Regions from separate parts of the Mus musculus genome. Here region 2 is linked to region 1. A link is a contact called in public Hi-C data. All regions are on one chromosome and are shown on one strand. Each heading gives the region's core, a stretch centred on a gene start, on an enhancer-like site or on the middle of the called end of the contact. The rest is flanking DNA. Distances are from core to core; before and after follow the strand shown. Region 1 has its middle 130 kb from the start of Gm26685. Region 2 has its middle 28 kb from the start of 4930568G15Rik.

What was found. A called contact is a pair of places that touch in the nucleus more often than the background predicts.
Region 2: a contact with region 1 is called in a Hi-C map of muscle stem cells, with 3 times the contacts expected there. The contact joins two enhancer-like sites. A contact is called at or near these places in 1 of 15 datasets of contacts at CTCF or cohesin (the NIH/3T3 cell line), 5 of 484 Hi-C or Micro-C datasets (embryonic fibroblasts, muscle stem cells, myocytes and 1 more), 5 of 115 datasets of contacts at active chromatin or transcription factors (the NIH/3T3 cell line, fibro-adipogenic progenitors, kidney and 2 more) and 1 of 9 other capture datasets (embryonic stem cells).

The regions. Positions count from the first base shown.
Region 1 is chr1:164,626,249-164,630,889 of GRCm38.p6, forward strand. No RefSeq gene overlaps it. Among named protein-coding and RNA genes, the nearest start is that of Gm26685, 130 kb to the left of the region's middle. Within about 2 kb of position 2,858, at least 43 of the 459 cell types and tissues checked have an H3K27ac peak or open chromatin away from gene starts, as enhancers often do. A contact at or near this core is called in muscle stem cells, where this site is marked.
Region 2 is chr1:165,118,137-165,122,680 of GRCm38.p6, forward strand. No RefSeq gene overlaps it. Among named protein-coding and RNA genes, the nearest start is that of 4930568G15Rik, 28 kb to the left of the region's middle. Within about 2 kb of position 1,360, at least 34 of the 459 cell types and tissues checked have an H3K27ac peak or open chromatin away from gene starts, as enhancers often do. A contact at or near this core is called in muscle stem cells, where this site is marked.

The DNA.
Region 1 (4,641 bases), core at 1,608-4,107:
TGTGAATAACTGAAGTTCACTTATATTCTCGAGATAGGTAATGAACCATGAATTACACTGAGATTGTTACAATACCCTGCAGTTGTGCTTTCTCCTCTATGTGGTCCAGTCCCCATCATGGAGGCCTTTACTGGCCAGTCATAACACAAGAGATTCTGGTTTTGTTTGTTTTTCATACACTCGACTTTAGCAAGGCATAATTTTCTCATATTAGCAGAACTCTGAAACAAAATCACAGAATTAATCCACCAGAGGTCACACACTTCCAGATAAAATGTGTTTACTTCCAGATAAATGTCCTATAATATACATTTTTTACATCACTAACATGTGTTCACTGACAATCCTTTGTAAACTCCTTCATGGTCAACCCTAAGCTTTCTACCTGTCTAGCTCATGCAGTGTGTAGATCATGGTTTACATCTGATCATAACATGCTTATGGTAGAGGGAGTGATCAACCTTGGGTTTGTAAGCATCATCAGCAGGGCATTTTCCTGGTCCTCCTGTTCAGGTGATAGGAAGGAAGAATGAGCCCTCAGGAGACAGGACTGGGGTCAGGAAGCAAACTGAGCCAATCTTGGACAGAGAAATCTTTTGGAGACAGGTTACAAGAGAAGGAACTGGGGGCCAAGCTGGTTTGAATACAGAGGAGGGAATGCTGGAACTGGGCAAAGCAGAGAGGGCATGAGACGATTCTGCTTTGGGCAAAACTGGACAAAGCAGTGGTGGGAGTTCATGATACTGTGGAGGAAGGCAGGGATAATGGATTTGGGAGCTGGAGAGGGAGTAGATGCCCCTCAACAGAGGAATAGGTACAGAAAATGTGGTACATCTACACAATGGAGTACTACTCAGCTATTAAAAAGAATGAATTTATGAAATTCCTAGCCAAATCGATGGACCTGGAGTGCATCATCCTGAGTGAGGTAACACATTCACAAAGGAACTCACACAATATGTACTCACTGATAAGTAGATATTAGCCCAAAACCTAGGATACCCAAGATATATATTGCTAAACACATGAAACTCAAGAAGAATGAAGACTGAAGTGTGGACACTATGCCCCTCCTTAGAAATGGAAACAAAACACCCATGGAAGGAGTTAGAGAGACAAAGTTTGGAGCTGAGACGAAAGGATGGACCATCTAGAGACTGCCATATCCAGGGATCCACCCCATAATCAGCTTCCAAACGCTGATACCATTGCATACACTAGCAAGATTTTATCGAAAGGACCCAGATGTAGCTGTCTCTTGTGAGACTATGCCGGGGCCTAGCAAACACAGAAGTGGATGCTCACAGTCAGCTAATGGATGGATCACAGGGCTCCCAATGGAGGAGCTAGAGAAAGTACCCAAGGAGCTAAAGGGATCTGCAACCCTATAGGTGGAACAACATTATGAACTAACCAGTACCCCGGAGCTCTTGACTCTAGCTGCATATGTATCAAAAGATGGCCTAGTCGGCCATCACTGGAAAGAGAGGCCCATTGGACATGCAAACTGTATATGCCCCAGTACAGGGGAACGCCAGGGCCAAAAAAAAAAAAAAAAAAAAAGGGAATGAGTGGGTGGGGGGGGGGTAATGGGGAACTTTTGGGATAGCATTGGAAATGTAATTGAGGAAAATATGTAATAAAAATAAATAAATATAAAAAAAGGAAGTTTGCACAGACAAGAGGAGAGACACAGAGGAAAGCAGACTTCTAGGAGCCTTTCCTGTAGTCTTTATCATTGACCACTACCCATATCTGCCTCTATCAGAGCAGGACCTCTGACAAATGCATATAATCAAATATGTTTTTTTTTATATCTGCTTCTGGTATTTGTTTGTTCTCATTTAACCTCTCTCTGTTTCTGACTCTGTCTCTGTCTCTCTGACTCCTCTGTCTCTGTCGACTCTCTCTCTCCCCCTCTCTATCTCTCTCTCTTGCTCTCTCTTTATTTTCACAGATTGCAAAGAGCAATTACTCTAATTCAAACCATCACAGTCACAGATTCATTAAAGCCAAAATAAAGACATGACTTGTTAAACAAAGTCTATGAGAACCAGTGGCACAAATAAGTGATATATAATTGGTTCTTTTTTTTTTTTTTTTTTTTTTGTAACAGAGATAAAGAAAAGTGGAGAGGGAAGGAGGACAATTTGTAGAAAAATGTCTGGAATGAATGAATGAATGAATGAATGAACTCCCCCTGGGCAGAAGCAGGATGTAGTTCTCACTTTAAATAATTCTGGAAGGCCGGTATGTTATTGCTGTCAGTTCTAAGGCAGCAGAGTCCTAGAGTGGTAAAATGATTTCTTCAAGGTCATTTAGCTCTGGGGAAGCCAGAGATCAAGGAAGGTACCTCTCACTCCCAACATTCCTTGTGCTTCTGCCTCAGGAAACCCATCCTTCTGATATCACTGGTGGCTTCCTGCTCCCTCGTGCTTCCTGATATCCTTTTGGATGTTGATGAAAAGCCAAGTCATCAATGTGGTCTTACAGATGTACTCTAGGGCATTCTGTCTGCCCCCCCTTTTTTTCTTGATTCATTTCCCTCATTGCTTTAATACCACAAATGGGACCAAGGAAAAGAACAACCATTTTTGGGTTAATACTGAGATCCAGCCTAGTTATTTAGATGTTCTAAATGCATGGTTGGCTGCTTCTTGCCGCAGCTGGATTGAATTCCCATGTGCATGGAGTTGGAGAAGTACTGACGCACCTCACTTCTCCGCGTGACTCTGGATGCTTGCTTTCAGCAGGAGGTCATTTTCAGAAACTTCGTGGGGACCAGGAAACAGCACTCCAGTTCCCCAAGTTGGCAAGGCCAGAAGTTGTAACCTTCAGGGAGGATGCCAAGCATTGTTGAGGTTTCTGTGTCGATCCAACAGGCTGTTGACTCACGAGGTCCAAATCTTTCCGGTCTCAGGAAAGACAAGTGATCCTTGGCTGAAGTCAACACACCAACCCCCACCAAGAAGTTACTCAGAATATCATTTTGAAAGCTTACTGTGGTTATAAGAGAAAAGTGAAGCATGGAGACGACATTGTATGTGGAAGCTAAGGCTATACAAAGTCATCAGGAATGCATATTTTATTTGTTCACTCCTTGAGCAACACTGAGAGGAAATGGGTACCTGCTAGGAGAGACACTTAGCCAGAGGTAGACTTCTATTTCTGTGGGTTCTCAGTGGCCAGTCTGGCTTGATGGTTTTTTCTCTTTTGGGATGATTTTTATTACTTTTGGGTATATATCCTTGAATTAGCTGAGCATGGACTCTATGCCAGGCTCCGTGAAGAAACTTCAAGCATAGTGTCGAGCAGAAACAAACATGCTTTTTTATATGTTAAGACTCTTGCAACCTAAAAAAGGAAAGACAGACAGAATAATAAAAATATGGAGGTTCTAATGGTAAGCAATTTGAAGAAAATACAAACAAAACTTGAGAGTTTTAACATGGATTAAATCTAGTCTTAAGAGTTGGGGGTAGATGTACCTGGGAAGTAATGCTTTGGTTGAGATTTGGACAGCATGGACCCCTTCCTGGTCCTTAGGGACTGGTGATGGCTTAAGATGAAGATTTGGCAAACCATTTGGGAGTGAGCAGATATTAACATAATCATGCTGAGCAAGCCTCGCAGTTCTGACTGACGATAACATAACGCTCTGGCTAAGAGAGGAGAAAGCCCACACTTGCACAGATGCATCCTCATTCGAGTGGTACCCACGGCCTTTCTCCAGATCATCCCCACATGATGTGCCTTCTACATTTTACAGTATCAGTCCCTCTGGTGCTTCATCTTTAACCACTGCCAGGCTGTTTCCAGCCTTCACTTTCTTCCTTTGCCCCATGGTCTCTGCTCACCCCATACTACTCTGACTCCCTCCGTGTCTTTGTCCTTCTTCCCTCTGTCGCTGGCTCATGGATGTGGCTTACAAGTACTAACAGAATCCTGAGTTCAACTGTGGCCACTGGAAATAGAGACGAGAACTTTCAGAGTCCAGCACTTCTACTGTTACATTGAGAAGTACACCATAGAGCATCGTTCAATGGCAATCCCTCCATCTCCACACTACACACTAAGTCTGGGTGAAGCCGGATCACTTTTAAGATGAGAGTTAACCAAAATCTATTCTCTTTGGATTATCTTTACCTGGGAAATATGTGCTCTGAGAGCTTTTAATAAAAGAACTCCAGATCCCCTTCTTTATTATGTTTCAGCCTAGCTTTGAGAAGCACAACAGGTAAGCCGAAAGTAAATTTAATAGGAAGCTGAGATTTCGTTTCCCTGGCAACATTAATTCAGTCTTCTTAGAAATGGGAACGACACTGGAAGCCTTTGTTTCTGCATTGCCAGCTTTGCAAGGCAATGTGACATGTTGAGGCCTCTGGAAACAGAGCTGTGTAATAGAATTTGTTCTAGAATCTTCCTTCATGAAGTGTCACATAATTCCATGGGCATTATGCACTGGTTGATATTTACCATCTTGCAGGAAAAAATGGAAACAGATAAATCCTCAGTTGCTGTGACATACTACACCAAGTACACGGATCCACAGGGTGACTGGAATATGCAGAGCTGGGTGAGGAGTTTGCTGATTCAGAAACAAACATGGGTAACAAGACCTTTTCTGTTGTTCAAGACCCA
Region 2 (4,544 bases), core at 110-2,609, 490 kb after region 1:
TGTTTCTTTGTTGATACACAGTCTTACCAGGCGGGCAGGCCTGGAACTTTCTGGGTTTATGAACATGGCCTCCAGCTTGTGATGCTCCTCCTGCTCTGTCTCCTGAGTGCTGCACACTGTGCCTAGTCTGGGTGCCTGAGGACACAGTCGTCTTCTGTCCCGGTCCTGGCTAGCTCCGGAGAGGAGAGTGCAATGGCTTTCCTCAAGGATCTCAGTGACATAAAACATCCTCACAGTTGTCTTGATATAAGACAGGAGCTCAGATTCACTGCTGTCTGGTGAGACAACCACATACAGTGTCAGACAGTGGCCCAGGGTCGCAACCCCTCATCTCACGACAACCTTGGAATATGAGTATCATTGAACAAACAAGAAGGCGAAAACTCAGCCAACTTCAAAACCGTGCCAGTTTGCCCACTCAACATGGCAGGGCTGGCTTCAAATTTGGTCTCTTCATCTCCCAAGATGATGGTGACATTCCTCTCCCACACTGGATTACCATGAGGTCAAGCAGGAGGGAAAATCTGATATGGAAGAAGAGCTTAACGATTACAATTGGCCACTTGGGGCTGGCTGCTTAGAGCTCATGACTAAAGCCTACAGCCAGGACTTGTCCTCAAAACTACTCTTTGGCCACTTTAATGATGTCCTTGGAATTTGAAGAGCATTTGTTCCTTAATTAGAATTTAATCAGGAATAAATCCACTTTTCTACAGATACACTGAGTTTGATATACAGAAGGGAGAAGCAAAACTTTAGGAGACAGGAGGCAGTGGGGGCACGAGTCGGCCAATTAACCACCTAGGAAACCATTAAGTCAGGCTTTCACCTTGACTTATCTTGCCAAGGCTTTGTCTTTCTTGACAAGTGTACACCCAGCGCCTAATTGGATTAAATTGCAACAATGTAAGCCATCCAAGAAACTCGCAGCCTTCCTAACCAGAAAGCCTTCCTGCTGCTCCCGGGCAGTGTGTCTTTCTTGACTTCTTGAAGTCTCTCACGCCACCCCACCCTCACCCTAAGCATCATGGAAGAAGCAGCGGGCGCTTCCTGCGATGTCTGCACCAGAGAGAGGAGTCTGAGATAGATTTGCATGGGCTGGGGGCTGTGCTGACCCAGAACGAGAAGCTAAATTCTCTCATCCCAACAGCCTGGATGCGGAGAAGGTAAGGGAGACGGGAGGACTCAGAACACAGATACTGTCACCCCACTTCACAAGGACACCCCGAAAGCTGTCCACACAGAGCCATACAGAGGGAAAAACGGGGCTCCAGCACTTTCCTGCCCTTAGGAGAGGGAGAATGGGAGAGAGAAGAAGCATCTGCCAGCAGCTGCCCTGCTTCCTGTCCATGGCAAAAGGCCTTTTGTGTTGGTTCCTTGGAGCCTCTGAATCCTGTGACTAAGCCAGCCATCAAGCAAGCTGAAGCACTGGTCTTCAGCAAGAACACTTCTGTGAGGTGACAGCTTTAACCGGCATGGCCTGGCTTCTTAAAAGACTTTGACACCAGGGTTTTGGTTTGTGTTTGTTTTTTAATCTTGCTGGAATAGCAGCTTATACAGGGAGGAAGCAGGGATGGTGGGGGCGGGGCGAGGGGGGGAGGTAAGGATGATATGGGATGGGAATGAATAGGGTGGAGCTCCCAACTTCTAAGGACTTGGTGGTCTGTGCCGCTTTGTCTCTGGACGCCGACCCCAGATTTCCAGAGCCTTAGCAGACTTGTACTTCCTGTGTCCCAATCCTTTCTTCTCCCTCTGGGAGGCAGCCGTGCAACAGGGCTATTATGTATGGCGTTTGCATCCGTTCAACCCACCACCTCCCCAAGGAGCAGAGGGGCCCCAGAACCTCTCATCCTGGATTAGAATACTGCTCCACCCCCTCGTCCTGACACCTGCCTGGGATTCACTTAGTCTCGGCAAGAACTCCCAAATTCCAAATTCCAAAGCCGAGTCTTCATGTTCTTCCCTGCCAAGAAGGCAGAGAGGGGCTCTGAAAGCCACACCCTGGGCTTCTGGCATGTCTTTCCTATACTGAATTGTCAGCAGTAAAGCACCTGGTCCATTACTGAATTAACAGTCTCCCCAAAGATGCTTCATACAGAAGTGGTGGTTTGCTTTGGGGATCTGTTTATTGGTTTTTTGGTTTTTTTTTTGTTTGTTTGTTTGTTTGTTTTGTTTTTAACCTAACCTAAACCAGAACACAGTTCTCATCCAGGCTGTACCAGTTAACTCCACAACCTTAAAGCTGCGAGCCTTATATGGATGGTGATTTCTCTAAAAAGGAAAATTATGCTGCATCACTTTTCTTTCTATCTTTTTTTTTTTTTTTTTTTTTTTTTTTTTTTTTAAGTTCTGCAGCAGGAGGCCTTTACGCAATGCGGGATGTTGGCGAGCCGGGCTTTTGCTGCCCCCTCGTGGCGGCGAGTGTGTATCGGTTTAGAGGCTGCAACTGCGGTAGCTTAGCGGGCAATGCGGTGGGCATAGATGATTTTGTGCAGAGTTCTGAGGAACATGGTTGGCTCTGGTTCAAGGGTGAGAATTACACATTTACAGCTGGGTCTAATGCCTTCCCAGCTACCCATCACCAGGGCAGGCCAGGTTCAGCAGATCTTAGAGGATCCTACCTAGATCACGTAAACCTAGTACCCGCTTCCTCACAGGGCGCCCTCCCTGACCACTACGTCGGGGAGGAAGAGGCACGGAACAGATAGTGTGCTTTTTCTCAGGCCCTACAGTCTCCCGCGGAAAGCAAACGGCTCCAAAACCTAAGCTGTAGAGGGAGAGAAAGAGGTCTCCACTCGAGCCCTGACATGCACACCGCGAAGACTCCGTGCCCGACTTTTCCCCGTCGAGGGCCTGGAGAGAACCCCCTCAACCACCTAAAAGCAAACACGAATAAGAAATTGGTGATGGTGATGACGATGACGATGACGATGATGATGATTTCGCTGAAAATTAGTCCGAGGATTACTGGCTGTCCTCTGTGACACAGAGCCCCAGCTTAGGGACATTCGCACAAGACCTCCCCCAGACTTTTAATAACCAAGCTATGAACTTCCATTCCTCAGAAGGATAGGGGGCAGGACGTTGGATCAATTTGGTTTACCACGAACCGGGAGTTAATGAATAAACCGATTCCCTTTTTTGAGAAAGTAATTTTTGGCCCGGACTGCTCTTGGAACTTCCCTGTGGCCTGTGCTTCTGTTAATGTGTAAGAAGATACTGAGTTGGGCTTCTCATATTCGCTGTGGTATATGCTGTTACAGTTTAATAAAGTACCATGTGGTAGAATTTCATTCAAAAATTTTTTCCACAGATTTATCCCAGGGAATCTAAGAGTCAAGTCCTGGAGAAAGTCTTGTTTAGGTTGACCACACACAGAGAGGGGATGTGAGGTGTCCACTTAAATGGCACCCAAAAATATCAAAGCTTAGTGTCTGGAGGAGATAGATGTGGATGGTGGGATGGCTCAGTGGGTAAATGCAAGTCTGATGATCTGAGTTCAATTCCCAGAACCCTCCTAAAAATGGGAGGAAGGAACTGACTTCACAGATTTGTAGATGGTGGTAGATGTTCTACTGAGTACAACCACAGAAGAAACATGTCTGCAAGCAACACTCAGCCCTGGACCAGCACAGAGAAAAGGGAGGACCCACGTTGACTGGAACCCTGGAAATTGTGTCACAGGAGAGACTCTGAGGACGCTGAATGCCCTGGCTTCATTTCTGGTGCTGTGACAAAAGCAGACTGACAGAGAGCAGTTCAGCTGGGAAAGGGTTTCTTTCTGTTCAAACTCCCAGTCACATCACAGTCACAACCAACAACTGAGAAAAAGAAATGTGTGCATGATCCCTCGCTAGGCGCAGCATGATTTAGCCACTCTTCGGTCAAGGTTGGCTTGGGTATGTGTATTTGGCAGGAGAGTATGTTCCCTGGAGAACAAAGGCTCCCGGAGGCCACTGTACCCCGGGTAGCTGGAGTTGCAGGCAGGTGTGAGCCAACCTGGTATGGATGCTGGGATCTAAACTCCACTCCTTTGTTGTTAACCACTGGGCAATCTTCCCAGCCCCAAGAGCTCCACTCGGAAACAGTTTAGGGCTCCTGCCTAAGACATGGTGCCGCCCACAGTGAGCTGAGAGTTCCACATCAATTAAGTTACATAAGACAGGTCCCTCACAGATACACCACTGGCCAAGCCATGGTAAATAACCTCCCGTTGACATACTCTTCCCAGTTGATTATAGGTTGTCGAAATGGCAGAGCTAACTACGACACCCAGCAAAGAAGAATGAAGACTCGTGGGAAACTGAAGACATGTGCTCACCATGTAGAAGGTTATCGTGCAATAATTGCTTTGGCTTTGCTTGAGACAGGGTAACCCAAGCTAACTTTGAACTCACTAGGTAGCCAAAGGTAACCTTGAACTTCTGATCCTCCTCCCTCCACAAACATGTGCCCCTACTGAAGGGTTTCTGTAATGGCTGGAGAGAGAAGCCAGGGTGCGCTAGGCAAGCACCCTACCAACTGAGCTATGTCCCCAGCCCTGG